Linked DNA regions of Sus scrofa: region 2 is linked to region 1. The links are chromatin contacts, called in public HiChIP or PLAC-seq maps. All regions are on one chromosome and are shown on one strand. The core of a region is the stretch at or near the end of the contact, and the rest is flanking DNA. Distances in the headings are between cores, read along the strand shown.

Region 1 (4,467 bases), core at 1,481-3,980:
GGGTTTTGTTTTAGGTTTGTTTATCCTGTCTCTCTCCACCTCCCCGGAGATCCTTTGGCAAATCTGATAAACAATGCTTTTTTCTTGCTCAAGGCAGAAAGTCCAGTAGAATACAATGGGAGGCCAGACTTGGCTGAAATGCAGGCTGCAGGTGTGCTCTGCATTGTGGTCATCTAAACCAGATGCTGAGAGTTGAAGCACCTGCTTCCCTTCTCTGTCTACACTCTGGAGACACCCCCACCCCCCACTCCTGCTCCTGGGTAGCAGAGGCCAGAGAAGCAGGCTGAAGAGAATGAGGTACACCCCACAGCATCCTCCTGACAGACAAATGAGTTGCCCTAGAAATAGGTTCTTGAAGTTCCCTGTAAATCCTCAAACACCTACAGTTTGATCTGTGCCCCCGCCTTCCCTAATCTGACACCACTGTCCTCTCAGCACACACACACTTGACAGCAGACCTACTAGAAACAGACACTCAGCGGCAACTTTATTTTCCTCTGGATTATATTATCTTGAAACATGAGACTGGCCGTGGACAAGAGGGTGATGATTTTTATGGCTCTGATAACAATAAGATGGACGCCCAAAGCCTTGCACAGCCTCAGCTTTTATGAACATTTCCATAGGGGCCATAAATCTCTGAACAATCCAGAAAGGACATGGAATCTTCTATCTTGAAGGTCGATCATCAAATAAGAAAGTGGGAAGAAACTTGCCCTTGTGGGGAGGTGACTATGCTCTAAGTGCTGGTGGCCAGAGAGGTTGGTTCTGATATATTTATTAAGCTGATTCAAAGTTGTATTATTTTAGTTCTAAATATTAGCAATAAATTGACGGTAGGCATGTGTATTCAAATCCTAAATAGGAAATCTGTATGAATTAAGTTCTTTCCTGCTGTCTGTTAATATTTTATTTTATTTTATTTTTAATTTAATTTTTTTAGGGCTGTACCTGTGACATATGGAAGTTCCCAAGCTATGGGTCAGAGCTGCAGCTGCCCGCCTATGTCACAGCCATGGCAACACAAGATCTGAGCCCCATCTGGGACCTACACTGCAGCTCATGGCAACGTCGGATCCTTAACCCACTGAGTGAGGCCAGGGATTGTACCCACATCCTCATCGATACTTGTTGGGTTCATAATCCTCTCAGCTGAAATGGGAACACCTTCCTGCTTTAATATTTTAATTTTCAATTGCAGTGTTACGTTTTTCATGATGCCCTTCTAGGACAAAGTTCACACTTTGCATTCACACAGAGGAGTCTGTTTTCTCTGTAAATCCTTGTGCTATGCTCCTAAAAATCAATTGGGGAAGTTTTGCCTTGAAAAATGAAGCCCTGAACCTGCTTCACGCTGGAGATTTCCATGCAAATACACCCAGTGAGGGGGCCAGAACCCATGGCCTGGAGGTGAGGCCTATACTGGGCTTGTGTCCTTCTCAATGTCACTAGCTCCTCTTTCCAAGAGAAATCTGTCTTCTCTCTGTGAGCTTCCACTGACATGGCAGCTTAAGGAGGCCCTTTACATTTGTTCCCTACGGCTCTGTCAGAAACAGATATATTTTTGTCGCTGCCTCCATGGGAAAGAATAATTTCCGAAATGAAAAATCGGATTTGTGGGCATGAGAGGGAAAGAGGGGCAGGAGTGTGGGTGAAGGGTGACAAATTCAAACACGCGAGCGGAGTTGACGCGAAAGGAAGGGTGTGCGGTATTTGGTGAGAAATTTTTTAAATTGCCCAAAGGTTTCATAATGTATTTCCAAAAAGGAAAGAAGAAAGATGACTCCTCTTCATCGCATGCCCACATTCTTCTCAGTCAAGGCCTCCTGAGAAGGGGCGCCCAGACATAACACAACCAAGGGGAGAGAGAGGATGGTTCTGAGAGCAGGAAAGGGAACCCCAGACACCAGAGGCCCTCTGATCTGCAGATGTGCAGCGCGGTGGAGTTTGGAATTCACTGGGGGGCTGCTAATGGGGTAGCGGGGGCCACTGAGATGAAGATGAATATGGAAATGGAGATTAGATAAAGATAAACAATGCATCTTTTCTTTAATATCACTGGAACTGTTTTCACTTATCTGCGTGACTCTTTCTTTGGTGCCTCTTAATTTGTCCTTGAAGTTCTGTATCTAATCATTAGCTGAGCAACCAATAATTTTCCCTCAGTCCCCCACCCCTTTTTACAACCAACTTTAATCTTTCGACTCAGTGAAAAACATGTTTCCCCTATCATAACTGGTTTAACAAAAATTCTCTTTCAAGTTCAGATTGCTCAGATACAATGGCTTTCCTGCAGCTTCATGCTCCAGAAAGGAATTTACATTAGAAAAGAGATTTATGATAGCATTGAATTTCCATTTGAATATGGATAGTTAATAACATGCATATGTTTTTTTTATTATTATTATTTTAAGGTTTAAGCTACGCCATAGGCAAAAAAAGAATGCTGGAAACGGGGCTGGCAGGGCTGAATGAATAATTTAATCTGGATTTCATTCACAAACAGCAGCCCAGTCCCAGGGAAAGGACCGGTGCTTTTCCCCAGATCGGAACTGGAGTAAGTGCCAGGATTTCCTGATTTGTTTACATTTCTCAAAAAACTTTTTTCCCCCGGACTAGGACAGAATTAGACTTCCTTTTCCACTTTTGGCTCCTTCCAAGCTATTCTTGCTCAAGGTATTCTCTCCCCTTTCCCTGCATTCTCCTTTGTTGAGGTCTCAGCTGGGTTCTTTGTCTCAGGAAAACACGAGAAGCAATGAAAGATGCTGGCAGAAGAAGAATGGTCCAGGGGACAACAATGCGCCCACCAAAGCTGGCTTTTTCCGGACACTGCCGAGTCCGCCCCACCTTCACATTGAAAACTTTCTGGTCTGTCTCTCCTGGAGCCTCCGAAAGGATCCTGAGAGGCCAGGGTGTCAGACCTCAAGGGACTTTACCCAATTCCTTAAGGAGACACTGAAATCACCTTCACTCACCGCAACTTCGCTGCTGCTGAGACTTATTCAGATGGTGAAACTTCAGCCATATCTAAACCTGGGACCCAAGAGTTTCCTCTTCAGTGGCCAGGCCTTTGGGACCTGTGGCTAAGGGCCGCTCGTCCACCCTCTCCTTCTTGCCCTGCTTGGTTTCACTTTCACCATCTTGATCATCTATAATTGTCACAAAGGTTTGTTTTGAAAAGTTACTCTAAATTCATTTGTTTATAAATATTTGGTAATCCGGGGATGAACTCCTTTTCTCAACAAGGGAAATGCAGGCATTGGTCACTGGCCAACTGCGAGGTTAAAAGGCACCCAGATCTTGTTCGGGGCCCACCACCAACGAGAATCAGTCAGGGAAACACAGAAGCCTTTTGAGGGACTTGTGGCAAGTCCACTAAAAGAGAGGTGTGCCTCTCTTTGGCTTATTGACATTTCGATTTCTTTTTTCCCCTTCTCTCTGGTTTCTGAGGCTAAAGGTCTCTTTGGATTCCACTATTTGGATTCCACTAGGTAAATCACGTCTGTTTTGAAACATGTCTGCGTTCTAGCCCTAGGGCTAATTGTGAAAACTCTCTGGACTGAAGCAACCCTGTCCTCCGAGCAGGACACCTTTCTCCTCACCGTGGTTCCCAGGGGACAGTCAGTGTCATCTGTCTTTTCTGCTTTCCTAGAAATCAAACCCAACTCTTGGCCGAAAGCCAAATAACTTTGCTTGTAATTACTTGGGGCAGGGTTTTAAATACTTCCACCATCTCGGAATTATTTGTACCAAAACAGGAAAAAAAAAAAAAAAAAAAAGCCTTCTTAAGGTGAGAAATGAACTTTTAGTTGTGGAATTTATGATAGCACTAAAGGTCCTTGAAGCAAAATGTAGTCCAAGTGCCCCTGAAATCACATACTACTGAGGGTGGATTATGTTTAAGATATGGGTCAAGTCAGGCACATGTTTGTTTGTGCCCCTGTGTATATATATGTAGCTGTGCACATGCAGAGAGACATGGTTCACTACAAATATCCTACCGCTGCTGCTGCTGGGGGCAGACTGATGAATGACCATGAGCCTTTTCTGAGCCGTATGCTAATATAGCTGAATTATACAGCAAGACAATATTTCCCTCTTCTAAAATGCCCTTTTGTAACATTTACTCACTCAAGTCACTGTGGGAGTGACTACCTTTTCAAAGGCCAAAATAGACTCTTCTCTATGACCTCTTGCAAAGTAAGGCTGGACAAGTGGCCACGTTCTCATTATACTCTAAACACACATCCAGATGCACCCAGAGGACTGATGTGCAAAAAATTTCAACTAACGCTAGCGCATTCAGAGACAAAAAAATTTCAACTAACGCTAGCGCATTCAGAGACATCAAAAGAATAAAATTTTTCTTTTTTCCCTCATTGGATCCAGAAACAATATGTGTTACAAAAGAAACTAAGGTTTAACCTTTTGATGATCTGAAGGACCCAGTCCTACTCAGGATTATCT
Region 2 (4,284 bases), core at 1,755-4,254, 430 kb after region 1:
CCCTGACGTCATTCAGTGGGTTAAGGATTCGGCATTGCTGTGGTTGTGACATAGGCCTGCAACTGCAGCTCTGATTTGACCCCTAGCCTGGAAACTTCCATATGCCATAGATGCAGCCCTGAAAAGAAAAAAAAATAAAATGAAAATTTTGTTTAAATAAATAAATAACAAATTCTTGCAGTATGAAGGTTGAACATAGGAAGGAATTCCCATTTTAATATACTCTTTTTATTTATTTATTTATTTTGTCTTTTTGCATTTTCTAGGGCTGCTCCTGCAGCATATGGAGGTTCCCAGGCTAGGGGTCTAATTGGAGCTGTAGCCGCCGGCCTATGCCAGAGCCACAGCAGTGTGGGATCCAAGCTGCATCTGCAACCTACACCACAGCTCACGGCAATGCTGGATCCCTTGGCAAGGCCAGGGATCGAACCCGCAACTTCATGGTTCCTAGTCGGATTTGTTAACCACTGCACCACTATGGGAACTTCCCATTTTAATATACTCTTTAATCCAAAATAGCAAAGGATGCTGGTACAGATTGATTTTTTTCCATTTTTAATTTCTTGGACATAAATGTAAAAATGACCTTCCTTCTTTGTCGTAGACAGCACATGAACAATCTTGTAGATCTCAGACATCCCTAATGATGCTAGGCACCTCATACCATCAACCATTAATCCTCTTTGGTCTATGCCCAAGACCTCTACAGGTGTGAATCTTTTTTTTTTTTTTTTTTTTTTTTGTCTTTCTGCTATTTCTTGGGCTGCTCCCGCGGCATATGGAGGTTCCCAGGCTAGGGGTTGAATCGGAGCTGTAGCCACCAGCCTACGCCAGAGCCACAGCAATGCCGCAGGATCCGAGCCGAGTCTGCAACCTACACCACAGCTCACGGCAACACCGGATCGTTAACCCACTGAGCAAGGGCAGGGACCGAACCCGCAACCTCATGGTTCCTAGTCGGATTCATTAACCACTGCGCCACGACGGGAACTCCATGAATCATTTTTAATCCCAGAAAATAAAGCTTATTCTTCAAAGATAAGGCCTTTAAATGCTATTAAAAATATTCTTTGGGACTTTTGTCATCATTAGGCCGAATTCTCAACCCATACAGCTCTCATGGATCCATCCCTAAGGATAGCATAGGCTGACCATCTGGTCCTTTGGCCTTGAACCACTTTGTTTTGATGACACTGCCTTTTGATCACAACGATGTGATCATCCTATAAAAAAGTACCACTTTGCTATAACTTCAATATAAGGATCAATTAATTTACTAAACAAATGATCTTGTTGAAATCGAGTTACATGAAAACTTACTCAAACTCACTTTATGTGCCCTCACAAATGTCCCCAATAGTAATCCAAGACCCACACAACTATGCTAGGGAAGGAAACCTCAGCTCATTTGATTTTTCCCAACAAAACAAAATGGCTGAAATAAATAAACAACCTACAAAATCAAAAGAATACATAATACTATGTTTCTCAACCTCACAAATGTGACTATGTTCTAATACGATGCAATAAATAATAAATTATAAATTTATAATTTTTCCTAAATTCATCTACAAATACAATATGATCCCCATAAATTCCCTTCATTTTTTCCCCTAGAGCTAGACAAGTTGATCGTAAAATGATTGGTTCTTCTGTGATTGGTCATTAAAAGAAGCCTTTATTCCTTTCCTCCTTCCTACAGTTAAAAGTGAAATGGCTGATACAGATGACAAATATCATATGATATCACTTTCATGTGGAATCTTAAAAGATGATACAAATGAATTTATTTACAAAACAGAAACAGACTCACAGATATCAATAATAAATTTCCCAAAGGGGAAAGGGGGGAGGGATAAATTACGAATTTGGGGTTAGCAGATATAAACTACTATGTATAAAACAGATAAGCAACAAGGACCTACTGTATAGCATAGGGAACTATATTCAATATCTCATAATAATCTATAATGGAAGAGAATGTAAAAAGAACATATAGGTTTACATATAAAACGGAGTCACTTTGCTGTGTACCTGAAAGTAACACTGCATTGTAAATCAACTATATTTCTATTTTTTTTTAATTTTAATAAATATATAAAAGTAAACCAAATAAAGTGAGACAGCTGGAGCCCTAGCAGTATCTCAGGCCATGAGAGTTCTTGCAGATGAATGCCATGGGCTAGGCTGGTGAACTAGAAAGACAGAAAGAGCTTGAGCCTCTGATGATGTTAGAACCCCCTTACCGACATTGAACTCCTGCATTCAGCCCTGTTCTACCAGAGAGAACAAATTCTTTCAAAACACATTAAGCTACTCTTGTCGATGTTTTATTAACCTTAGCCAAAACTAGTTCTATCTGATGCAATATACCATTGGCCAAAACGCAAGCTGGTATTATCCGTGATTCTAAATGAGTCTATCACTTCAGATGCCCACAGCTCACTTTGAAATACATTCCACCCCCCACCAAAAATAAATAAATAAATAAATAAGATAGAATGACCAATGGACAGAGGAATGGGTAGAGGTGGAGAGATATATGATAAAGTAAATACAGCAAAATACAGTGTAAATATAGAAGGTGGCTAAATGGGCATTCACTATACAACTCCTTCACATTGCATAATAAAATGCTGAAAATCCTATTGACAAGCCATCGGTACTATTTACTATGTTTTTAAAAGATACCCATAGTGATGAGGAGTTTTGTAGCTTCTTTTTCTCTCACTTAACAGAGCCACTTCTCTTCCTGTTCTATAAACACTATTGTGACCTTAAAGTCTAAAAAAAAAAGAACTGGAAGTACTGCCAATGGGACAAACTGGGTGCAAGTAAAATTTTTAAAGGCTGTATAAAGAGAAATCCATCTGGAAAGATGTTTTCTCCATCAGCACAATAAAAGCTAGAATAGAATTTCCCAATATAGATGTACTGTTTGACTCTCTACGGATCCCACTGGTACAAGAGCGTGGCGTTCTGCTCTTTCATTTAAACGTAACTCTCAACCATAAAACGAAGCTAGGAATGTTAGAATTTCAACTCAGCTGAGATCAGCACTGAGCTCAGCACTGAGCTCAACATCATTTTCTTCCCCTGTTAAGATTCTCTTCTCCTTCCCCATCAATACAGGGACATGTCTAAGGAGATACAATTGCAGTTTGGTCTTCTGATCAACTGAAGAATTTCTGTTGAGAAAGTAACAATTGTGGTATTGGATCTTTTCCCATTGGTCTGTTTTCTAAGCAAAACAAGATTGGAAATGACCGCTGCACAGTTCCTGGCAGGAATGTTCGACTTTGCAGAAGTACTGCCTTCGAACTGCCAATATAAAAGAAGTCTTTTCTGATTCTCCAAGATGAAGTAAGAATAGTAAGAATGTGACCTGGGGTTGCTGAAAACAGAGCCAAGACACTGATTTGGGAATGTTGTATCTACTAAAAGAATCTATTCGTTGAGATAAAAATGCCTTCAGAAAACTGTACAAATTTAATTCCAGAGAAATTAGCTCTGAACTCATCCAAGAGTATTCACTTATTATATTTATTGAGGAATATGAAAGCAGACACTGAGCTAATGGAAGAACATAGATTCACAGTATAATCCCGTACAGTCATTTGCTTGTGACTTACTGAAAATTTCTGCATCTGAATCAACATTTTCCAAATTTGATCTCATCTCAGAAAGAATGCTCTTACAAAGCCTGGAGAAAACATCCTCAGCTGTGTTTAAATTATTCAAGGATGAAAAGAATACTGTATATATATTTTTCTTTTTAGGGCCACACCTGTGGCATATGGAAGGTCCCAGGCTAGGGGTCTAATCAGAGCTATAGCTGCTGGCCTACACCACGGCCACAGCAATGCAAGTGGGTTGGGTCTGCGACCTATACCACAGCTCACGGCAACGCCAGATCCTTAACCTACTGATTGAGGCCAAGGATCGAACCTGCATCCTCATGGATACTAGTCTGGTTTGTCACTGCTGAGCCATGACGGGAACACCTGTATATTTAATTTCGGGAGAAAAATCACCCACAGTATGTAGAGTTTTATAGCATAGTCATATGGCAGAGAAATGAAGGATGAAGACCAGACATAATAGATGTTATCAGTATCAGGCAGAGTGGTTAGCACTTTACATGGACTATCACCCCTGAAATCCTATAAGACAAGGATTGTTATTCTTCCCATTTTATAGATCAAGAAACAGAGGCTTGAAAATGTTTACCCAAGGTAACTTGTCAGCAAGTGGTGGGGCCAAAACTGGGACCCAAGCCTATCT

What was found. HiChIP or PLAC-seq counts read pairs in DNA pulled down with a chosen protein or histone mark.
Region 2: a contact with region 1 is called in an H3K27ac HiChIP or PLAC-seq map of skeletal muscle, with 13 times the contacts expected there. The contact joins two enhancer-like sites. A contact is called at or near these places in 1 of 47 Hi-C or Micro-C datasets (heart right ventricle) and 2 of 2 datasets of contacts at active chromatin or transcription factors (alveolar macrophages and skeletal muscle).

What each region holds. Positions count from the first base shown.
Region 1 is chr1:71,710,996-71,715,462 of Sscrofa11.1, forward strand. It overlaps a transcript of PREP not described here. Among named protein-coding and RNA genes, the nearest start is that of PREP, 77 kb to the left of the region's middle. Within about 2 kb of position 2,731, at least 8 of the 83 cell types and tissues checked have an H3K27ac peak or open chromatin away from gene starts, as enhancers often do. A contact at or near this core is called in skeletal muscle, where this site is marked.
Region 2 is chr1:72,142,872-72,147,155 of Sscrofa11.1, forward strand. No RefSeq gene overlaps it. Among named protein-coding and RNA genes, the nearest start is that of PRDM1, 160 kb to the right of the region's middle. Within about 2 kb of position 3,005, at least 2 of the 83 cell types and tissues checked have an H3K27ac peak or open chromatin away from gene starts, as enhancers often do. A contact at or near this core is called in skeletal muscle, where this site is marked.